Regions from separate parts of the Mus musculus genome. Here all the other regions are linked to region 2. The links are chromatin contacts, called in public HiChIP or PLAC-seq and Micro-C maps. All regions are on one chromosome and are shown on one strand. The core of a region is the stretch at or near the end of the contact, and the rest is flanking DNA. Distances in the headings are between cores, read along the strand shown.

The links. A called contact is a pair of places that touch in the nucleus more often than the background predicts. HiChIP or PLAC-seq counts read pairs in DNA pulled down with a chosen protein or histone mark.
Region 1: a Micro-C map of the G1E-ER4 cell line shows a contact between it and region 2, with 3 times the contacts expected there. The contact joins the enhancer-like site here to the promoter of Rcsd1 in region 2. A contact is called at or near these places in 1 of 39 promoter capture datasets (pre-B cells), 1 of 484 Hi-C or Micro-C datasets (the G1E-ER4 cell line) and 5 of 115 datasets of contacts at active chromatin or transcription factors (acute myeloid leukemia, bone marrow-derived dendritic cells, large pre-B cells and 2 more).
Region 3: a contact with region 2 is called in an H3K27ac HiChIP or PLAC-seq map of thymic regulatory T cells, with 5 times the contacts expected there. The contact joins the promoter of Sell here to the promoter of Rcsd1 in region 2. A contact is called at or near these places in 3 of 39 promoter capture datasets (the C10 cell line, liver and pre-B cells), 5 of 484 Hi-C or Micro-C datasets (CD4 T cells, CD8 T cells and regulatory T cells), 3 of 115 datasets of contacts at active chromatin or transcription factors (regulatory T cell precursor, thymic regulatory T cells and thymocytes) and 1 of 9 other capture datasets (liver).

Annotation. Positions count from the first base shown.
Region 1 is chr1:167,269,535-167,272,234 of GRCm38.p6, forward strand. The region is part of intron 1 of Uck2 (uridine-cytidine kinase 2); the gene reads right to left. Among named protein-coding and RNA genes, the nearest start is that of Gm46170, 4.0 kb to the left of the region's middle. Within about 2 kb of position 1,352, at least 255 of the 459 cell types and tissues checked have an H3K27ac peak or open chromatin away from gene starts, as enhancers often do. A contact at or near this core is called in the G1E-ER4 cell line and thymic regulatory T cells, where this site is marked.
Region 2 is chr1:165,706,826-165,709,525 of GRCm38.p6, forward strand. Rcsd1 (RCSD domain containing 1) reads right to left here and starts at 1,269. Exons shown (of 7, transcript NM_178593.3): 1 at 1,066-1,269. The coding sequence starts at 1,071.
Region 3 is chr1:164,060,814-164,063,513 of GRCm38.p6, forward strand. It overlaps Sell (selectin, lymphocyte), which reads left to right and starts at 1,263. Exons shown (of 9, transcript NM_011346.2): 1 at 1,263-1,378; 2 at 2,240-2,321. The coding sequence starts at 1,376. It overlaps Gm51665 (a long non-coding RNA gene), which reads right to left and starts at 2,179. Exons shown (of 2, transcript XR_003948100.1): 1 at 2,117-2,179.

The DNA of each region.
Region 1 (2,700 bases), core at 102-2,601, 1.6 Mb after region 2:
AACAGAAGAGCTACAGTCTCTGCTGCAGAAGCAGGGTGCGTTTAAAGCTGGCTTTTCCAAGAACTGGCATGTGAAGACTGACTTCTCAGATCTCAAATTCTAAAGTTAGAATGGGGGGGCGGGGCGGGGCGGGGCGGGGCCGGGGGAGTGGGGGCGGGGTTCAGGCCGACTCCACGTAAGACACTGAGAGAAACCTGAATACACTCTTCTCTCTCAAGGGCCTGGGCACCTGCTACGCTGTACAGACATAAGAGCAGTGTCCTTAAACTGGAAAGATTAAATAGTACAGAAGAAGGAACACCTAGGACGGGAATCCCAATTCAGATTTAAGTGGAGTGGCAGACACACACACAAGGGAAGAGGAAAGCTTAAGAGGGCTTTAAGAGATGAAGTGCCCGACTGGGCAAGCAGGAGGCAGAATGCAGAGCAGAAGCAGCTCTGACATCACAGGTGGAGGAGAGCCGAGCTCTGGGCCCTGGAAGCAGTTAGCAATGAGGATGGGAAAGGACAGGTGTGACACGTGCTAAGAGCTAGCCCATTACAGCCTTGGAAATGCCAAGGCCAAGAGCGGAAACCCAGCCACAAAGAATGCCCAGGGAGTGACGAGCAGGATCAGAGCTGTATTTGTTTAAAGATCACTCCCGCAGCAATGTGGAGAATGTTCTGGAGGGGGTCCAGGCTGCTGGCTGGGAAGCCAGCCACTGGAGAGTCATGCTGTCTGGAAATGATGGAAGCCTGGCTAAGATTCCAAGAGAGATTCACAAGTGGAACGGAGGGGATGGGCAGCCTGGATGGACAGACTGACGGGGGGGGGGGGTGGGGGTGACAGCAGCAAGGTGTCTCTCCCGAGTAGCTGAAGGGAAGGTTGCAGGTGGGACTGGCAGGATTCCAGGTCTCACACACTGAGTGGAAATGCAGGGTGACAGCTGAGGACACGGGAAGGGGGCTCGGGACAAGTGATGACTGAGCAGACTCCAGAAGGGAGACGCGCAGTGAGCCAAGGAGCTTCAGAGGCGGGACCCAAGCCCAAGAAGAAAGAATACACAAAGCAACCGAGAGAACAATGGGAGGCAGGAAGCCAGCAGCAGCCTGAGGGCGGAGGTTGGGGCTGGGGTGGGGGTGCACAGTAGACCGGTGGTTCTCGATCAGTGGGTCTCGACCCCCCTGGGGGAGGTAGGGTGACTATTTCACAGGGGCTGACTATCAGATATCCTGCTTAACAGATATTTACACTACAACTCATAACAGTAGCAACAAACATAGTTTTAAGGTTGCGAGTCACCCCAACACCACCACAGTTTGCAGCACTGGGAAGGTTATGGGCCACTGCAGTAGACGCGTCCTAGAGGAAACAGCACAGTCACGTGATGCAGAAAGGTGAGCTCGGCAAGCAATGGCTTCACAGGATCCAGAGACTGGGGGGGAGGGGTGGCAGGGGAGGGTGATTACACTTAAATCCCGCAAGGAAGACTTCCCCATTAAACTCTCTCCAGCTCCTCTTGATCTGCCCAGAGCTTACTCACGTGGCACTCTCTGACACCTCAGAGATCCCCAGCGCACAGTCAACCTTCACATCACATTACCAACTGAGGAGTGCCTGGCTGAGAATGGAAGCGCCCTCTTCCTTCAGGAGTAAGACATAGTCAATGGTTCGGGGGTCATTACGGTTTGTGTTGTATGTATCAGGGTCTTGCTATATATTCCAAAGTATATCCCCCAATTAAGCCTGGCAGTGGTGGCACATGCCTTTGATCCCAGCTCTCCAAAGGGAGAGGCAGGAGGATTGAGCCAGGGCTATACAAAGGAACCCTGTCTGGGTGGAGAGGGAGGTATTCCCCAATAAAACAAATAAGTACTGGGAATATGTTTAACAATAGACTGATCAGAGAGGCTGTTCTGGCAGCACACACACTGTAGAACATGAAGGCAGGTAACAGGAGGGCGATTGTTCCCGGTTTAGACACCACTGTGTATACACTGGGGCCGGTGTTCTCACAAGCCAGACCTTATCTCCTTTTCACAGATGTAGGGATGAGGTCAAAAGAACCAGATTAAAAACAGGCCAAGACAGGCCAGGAACTGGAGCCTGACAGAGTACAAGGCCTATGTTCCCTGTCCCCAACTCACCTGAAAACACTTTTGCCACAAGCCTGCGAGGTCTCCACCCTAACTGGGCACAGTGACCGATGCCATAAAAGCTTCCATTGGATTACAATGGAAGACCTCAAATCTCACAGTGAACACAATCCCCTGGAAGGCCTGGTGGTGTCCTCAGTGCGGGTGCATCCATCTGGGGAAACAAAGGGTCAACCCAGCTGCAGTGCTCTGGGGACTGGGGACAGCAGACCAGGAAGGTCCTGCGGCTTGCTCTTCCTCCAGAATGGTGTTCATGCCTCCCTCATTCAAATAGGGCGTATTGCTCCATAATGTTCTGCTCTCAAATGTTGGCTTTCCCCACAGAAGCGACAGAGTAGGGGAAATGCAGTCGGTGGCTAATCAAAACACCATGTTTGACCTCCAGAGATCAATAAGTCGTGAGAGCTATGGCACAGCTCCAGGACCAGTCTCCAAAATGGGACTTCCTCAGACAACCAAATATGGAACACATAAGCGTCGTGGGCTCTCTCCTGAGACAGAACGGCCACACTGCTTCTGTGTGATGCTGCCCCCAGCACACCTAGCAGAAATGGGCTTGTGAAG
Region 2 (2,700 bases), core at 19-2,518:
TTAGAGCAGACAGTGAAGCTCAGAAGAGATGAGCGGACTCAAGCCTGGAAGGGATTGAACTTCTGTGCCCGGGATCTCCGCAGACCTTGGGCTAAGGAGGAGCTCTTTCCTTTTGAGTGGGAGGAGGAATCACCTTTAGGCCTGTGGGTTTTCATCTCCTTTTTTCCTCTTTGAAAATCCCAGGTCCTACTGAGATTGATTAGAATACAATAAAAGGTCACAGTTTCTTTTTCTTTCTTTGAGTGTGTGACCCTGGGAGTTGAACCTGGGGCTTTGCCAATGCTGTGCCTCTGAGTTCACCTGCAGCTGGTCTGGGTTTGAAGGGAAACATTTCTTTGGAAATCTATAGACCTGGAGGAGGAAGCTAGATGAACTAGCTGGATGGAAAGTAGTGGCCAGTATTCTCCACTGAGGTTGGAGAAGCGCAGAGAAAGTCTGGGACTCGCCCCTGCAAACCTCTCAGATACGGCTACCACACCCCAAGGTGCACACAACCTCAGGAGGCAGGGCATCTTGGAGAGCCTCTAATATCTCAGAAATAAGTTTATCTGATCGGCGGCAAGGGAGCTTTTCAGAAAGTTTTGAAAGAAGATGTGACAGAAACAAGGGGCATCAGAAGTAAGAGAACAACTGGTCGGAAAAGCCACACTGCAATCAAAACGGGAAGCCATGCGGGCAGAGTCCCGGCTTCAACTGCCAACTCTGTTTCTCAATGCCTGAGTCAGGGTTGCTGGAGTTTTGTTTTGGGGTTCTTGGTTCACACCTTTATCCGTTTATGACTTTAGTTGTACCTAAGTTTTATTTTCTAAACCCCCCCCCCAAAGCACGTATGTGCACAGTCAGAATACCTGAACCCCTACAAAGGCCCCTCCTTCGCCTGAAGTCCTTTCCTGACAAGCCCACGCCTGCCCACAGGGGTCTCCGAGGAGCAAGGACCAGCCTTTCTCAACTTGGCCTACGCGACCTTTCGGCTGCGTGCTCCCTGCTGAGAGCAGGAACGGCGACCTGGGCAGGAGCGCTCTGACCTCCCTCTCCCCCAGGCCCGTGTCCCCGCCGGTCTTTTACCTCCATGTCCTCCAGGTAGTCTTCCTCCGGCTGCGGATACGCCCGCTCTCTCGGGTTAAGAGCCCACGATCCCCGCTGTCCCCTCGGCTCCCAGCCCGGGTCACTTTCGGGGCTGTAGCGGGCACAGGGCGAGTGGGCGGCGGCGCGCGCCTGGCTGCACTCGGCTGCGGGACTGCCCCAGCTGGGGGCCCTGCGCCAGAGAACGAGGAAGGAGGAGGAGGAGGGAGGGAGGGACCGAGGGACGCAGGAGGAGGGGAGGGGAGTGGAGGGGAGCAGAGAGGGAGGCCGGATCGGGGTTTAAATTTAGACACAAATCTAAACAGATACTGTCCCTCCCAAGGCAGGACTCAAGAGCCCGAGCCGCCACGACTCCATTAATCTGCCCAAACATGGGCTGGGCAGCGCCGCGCCCCCTTTCTCGCGGAAGTTTCTCAGGACCCTGGGCTTTGCACTTTTTTCAGACCACCTCAACTCTCCCTCTTTTAGCCTGCCTTCTTTACTTTCCTTGTGCCTCAAATTAGAATTGCCTTTTCATCCTTTTTCTCTTTGCCATTTCCTTCTTTTCATACCAATTTTCCCAGCCTCCGTTCCTCCTCCTTCTCCCTCCCCCTCCCCCCATCCTCTCCTGTATTACTTAACCTAATACCTGGCCTTCCTGTGTTCAGTAGCCTTAGCTTTGATACCTCTTTTCCTGGATTCCATTTGCAGGAAACAATTATCAGTCTGTCCATCTATTATCTATCTGTGTATGAAGAAGGAGAGGAATCCAAGCAAAGTTTCCCCAAGTTTCCTGCCGCATGCAGCAGGCTACTCTTCTCCTCTGCTCTGATGCATGCAGCTTAGGGGGTTGTGGGAATATCTGCTTCGACATGCTGCTTGCTAAAGGACCTTTTTCCCATTCCTATTAAATATAGCAAAGGGCACGGTCCTAAACATCCAATTCACATAAGGCCCCCGCTTAGTAACTCTCCCCAGGGAATGTCGGTTTAAGGCTGCGTGGGAGGGATGTAGGGACTTGAATCTGTGCCGAGGCCATTGTCTGCTGCTACTGGGTTATAGCTCTGGGTGTCTCTTCAGGGTCCCATTTCTTCAGGGAATTGGCTGATAAGGATGCCTGTGTGTCTTCTTACAGCATCCTTCAACTTTGTACTCCAAACCCAGACCTGCTATGCAAGGGAGAGAGAGAGCCAACACATTGGTGGACCATAGCACAGGGCATTGGTGCTGCCCCTGTGCAAAGAGCCCAAGAGAAACCACTACCACAAACCAGCAGAGAACTCACCCACATTGCAAAGGCTGCCCCGACTGCTTCTCATCACAGTTGGTCTATAGATCTTGACGTCACAGGCCTTCTAAATCTTACCTTGTAAACCATGAAGTCAGGGCAGCCTCTGTTCATTGAACTCAGCAGCATATAGGGGCAAGACCTCTGCTTCAGAAGCAGGCAGAGGGTGAGATTCTAGTCCGATGCTTTCTAGATGAGTTCCTTTAGAAAAGCCTCTTATCTGATCTTCATTTTCTGCATCTTCTCAGGGTGGTAGATGCTTGGAAAGAGCAGCTATTTTAAAAGCATGTAGCTTCATTACATAGTTCAGATGGACAAGAGCCCCATAATCCTTTTATTTAAGAGTCAGG
Region 3 (2,700 bases), core at 13-2,512, 1.6 Mb before region 2:
GAGACAAGGTTTCTCTGTATAGCTCTGGTTATCCTGTAGACCAGGCTGGCCTCGAACTCAGAAATCTGCCTGCCTCTGCCTCCCAAGTGCTGGGATTAAAGGCGTGCGCCACCACTGCTCAGCTTTTTTTTTTTTTTGGTTTGTTTTTGTTTTTTGTTTTTGTTTTTCGAGACAGAGTTTCTCTGTAGCCCTGGCTGTCCTGGAACTCACTCTGTAGACCAGGCTGGCCTTGAACTCAGAAATCTGCCTGCCTCTGTCTCCCAAATGCTGGGATTAAAGGCGTGCGCCACCACTGCCCCATTTTAGACTTTCAAAGGTAATTAAGATGACCTGTTAAGTTCTAGTGTTGTTATTGTTGCTACTACATTATATTTGTGTGTGTGTGTCTGTGTGTATGTTGACACATACATGCCATTTTTTGTCATTATTACTAACTTTCTTACAGTTTAAATACTATTATGTCAGTGACTTCCTCCAGATTGCTTTTGAATGGCTGAATTCAAACTTTATATGCTGTCTTACCCTCTTCACACTTTCTACTCAAGGTATTTCTAGGTCCCCCAACCTCTCTAAGTTAGAGCCCTGGGATTTTATTTAGGATTTTGCTTTCAGAAGAGCCATTAACAAGGACTTCCACTAGGGGGTGAACGAGGAAAGAGGAAGGAGAGGAACTAAGTTGGGTCAAGTCTTCCAGAAAGCTCCCGAAGTTCAAGAGCAAGTGAACTAGCTCTGAAATAAGTTTTTAATCTATGGTACGACCAGGGTCCCCTACCCCATGGTCGGGAGTTTATAAACAAAACAAGGAACACAAAGGAAAGTGGGGTGGGAAGGGAGAAGAATGGAAGGGAAGGGAGGAGAAAAAAGGGGAGGGGAAGGGAAGGTAGAGGAGGGGAAGGGTAGGGAAGGGAAGGGACGGGAAGGAGGCATAGGTAACCAGAAAGGACTAAGAGGATGTGGGGAAGAATCCAGTTGCCATTGCTTCTTTTTTTTTTTTCTATTTTTTTTTTTTAATTTGGGGGATTATAATATAATTACAATATCTCTCCCTTTCCTTTCCTCCTTCCAAACTGGGGATATCCTGAGCAGGGGGCATAGCTTCTGGTCCACTACTGTGTTCTTGGGGCAAATGATTGAGCCCAGATTAGGAAAGGGGTGGGGAGAGAGAGATAGAGAGAGAGAGAGAGAGAAGAGAAAGAGGAAGAATTGGGGGCGGAGGATGTGAGGCTGGGCTGGAGAAATGAAAGAAAGCAAACCCCACTGGTGACATTGGCACATTCTTCCTGAGCGCAGCACGCCCTCCTTGTGCAAGAACTCTGAGCCCCAGGTGCAGGAGGCTGAGGCCTGCAGAGAGACTTGCAGAGAGACCCAGCAAGCCATGGTGAGCATCCCAGCCTATAAGAGATCTCTAGATATTCAAAATTTTCCTTGGGGTTGAAGAGGCAGGTGGCAAGGGGGCAAGAAGCTATCATTTCTGCGTTTAAGAAATATAGAAACCAACAAACAAGAACAAGAACAACAACAACAACAAAACCCCTACGCATGCTGTCTCAAGAAAATGACTCTAGACTCTTTCTTGCTGATTTTCTCCCTTGGTGTTTGCTTTGATGGAATGCTGGAAGGGGCACAGATAAGATTAGACCTTTGCGGTGACACAGAGTGACTCCCTGAGGAGTGATATACATCCAAAACTACAGTTTTAAGATGTGCAGAAAGCCTATGGCTTTGTTGTTTGAGTTATTAAAAATATATTGCTTCTTACTTGAAAAAAGCAATGCTTGCCTTTCCTGGCTTCTGGCTACATCATTCTTTCATATATTTGAGGTATGGCTCCTTCATGACCCAGCGTGAAAGGCAAATGTGAGTGTCACTGGTTCATTAGACCCCAAGAGCATTAAAAACAAGAGCATTAAAAAAATTAAGATTCTGTTTGATTTAAAGCTCAGTCGAAAAGTAGGTACAAAGAATACCGAAATATCGGAAAGCATAACATTAATCATGATCAACAACCTGGGACTGAAACCTGGAAGGAAAATGAAATAAAGTAGTGTACCAGTGTGTAATGAAGTAGATGCCATAATTTTCAGCCATGACACCCACCCCCCCCCAAATAGTTTACCTTGGATACGGTTGATAGTGGGCTGATGGGCTTTATCTGTGAATTGAAGAAGTGCCAGGGCACTGCCTCATGGTGCTATAAGTTTGCAGTTCAGAGTTTAAATATTTTGCACTTCATTTACAGGTGTTTCCATGGAGATGTGAGGGTACTTACTGGGGCTCGAGGAACATCCTGAAGCTGTGGGTCTGGACACTGCTCTGTTGTGGTATGTCCTTTGTTTTTGGCTAAGCCTTAGGCAGTGATTGTTCTTTTCTTAAATATTCATTGAAAGTACATAGTTGCAGGGAATACAATCAGGTAGATGGCTATTAATTCTTTTTTTTGTTGCTTTTTTGTTTTATTTTTTTTTTTGTTTTTGTATTTTTTATTTTTGGCTATTAATTCTTTTAAGGACTCTCATTCTTTCTCTGACCTTCAGAACTTTTCTGAGTCCCCCTAATACCAGCTTAGCATTGACATTCTCTAGTGATGTGCCCAAATCCTGATATCTACACAATAGTCCTCTGTTAGGAAGGAGTACAGTTAATTGACAAACCTCTAATAAGGCACGTTATGCTTATTCTACATTTCATTTTCTATTAATA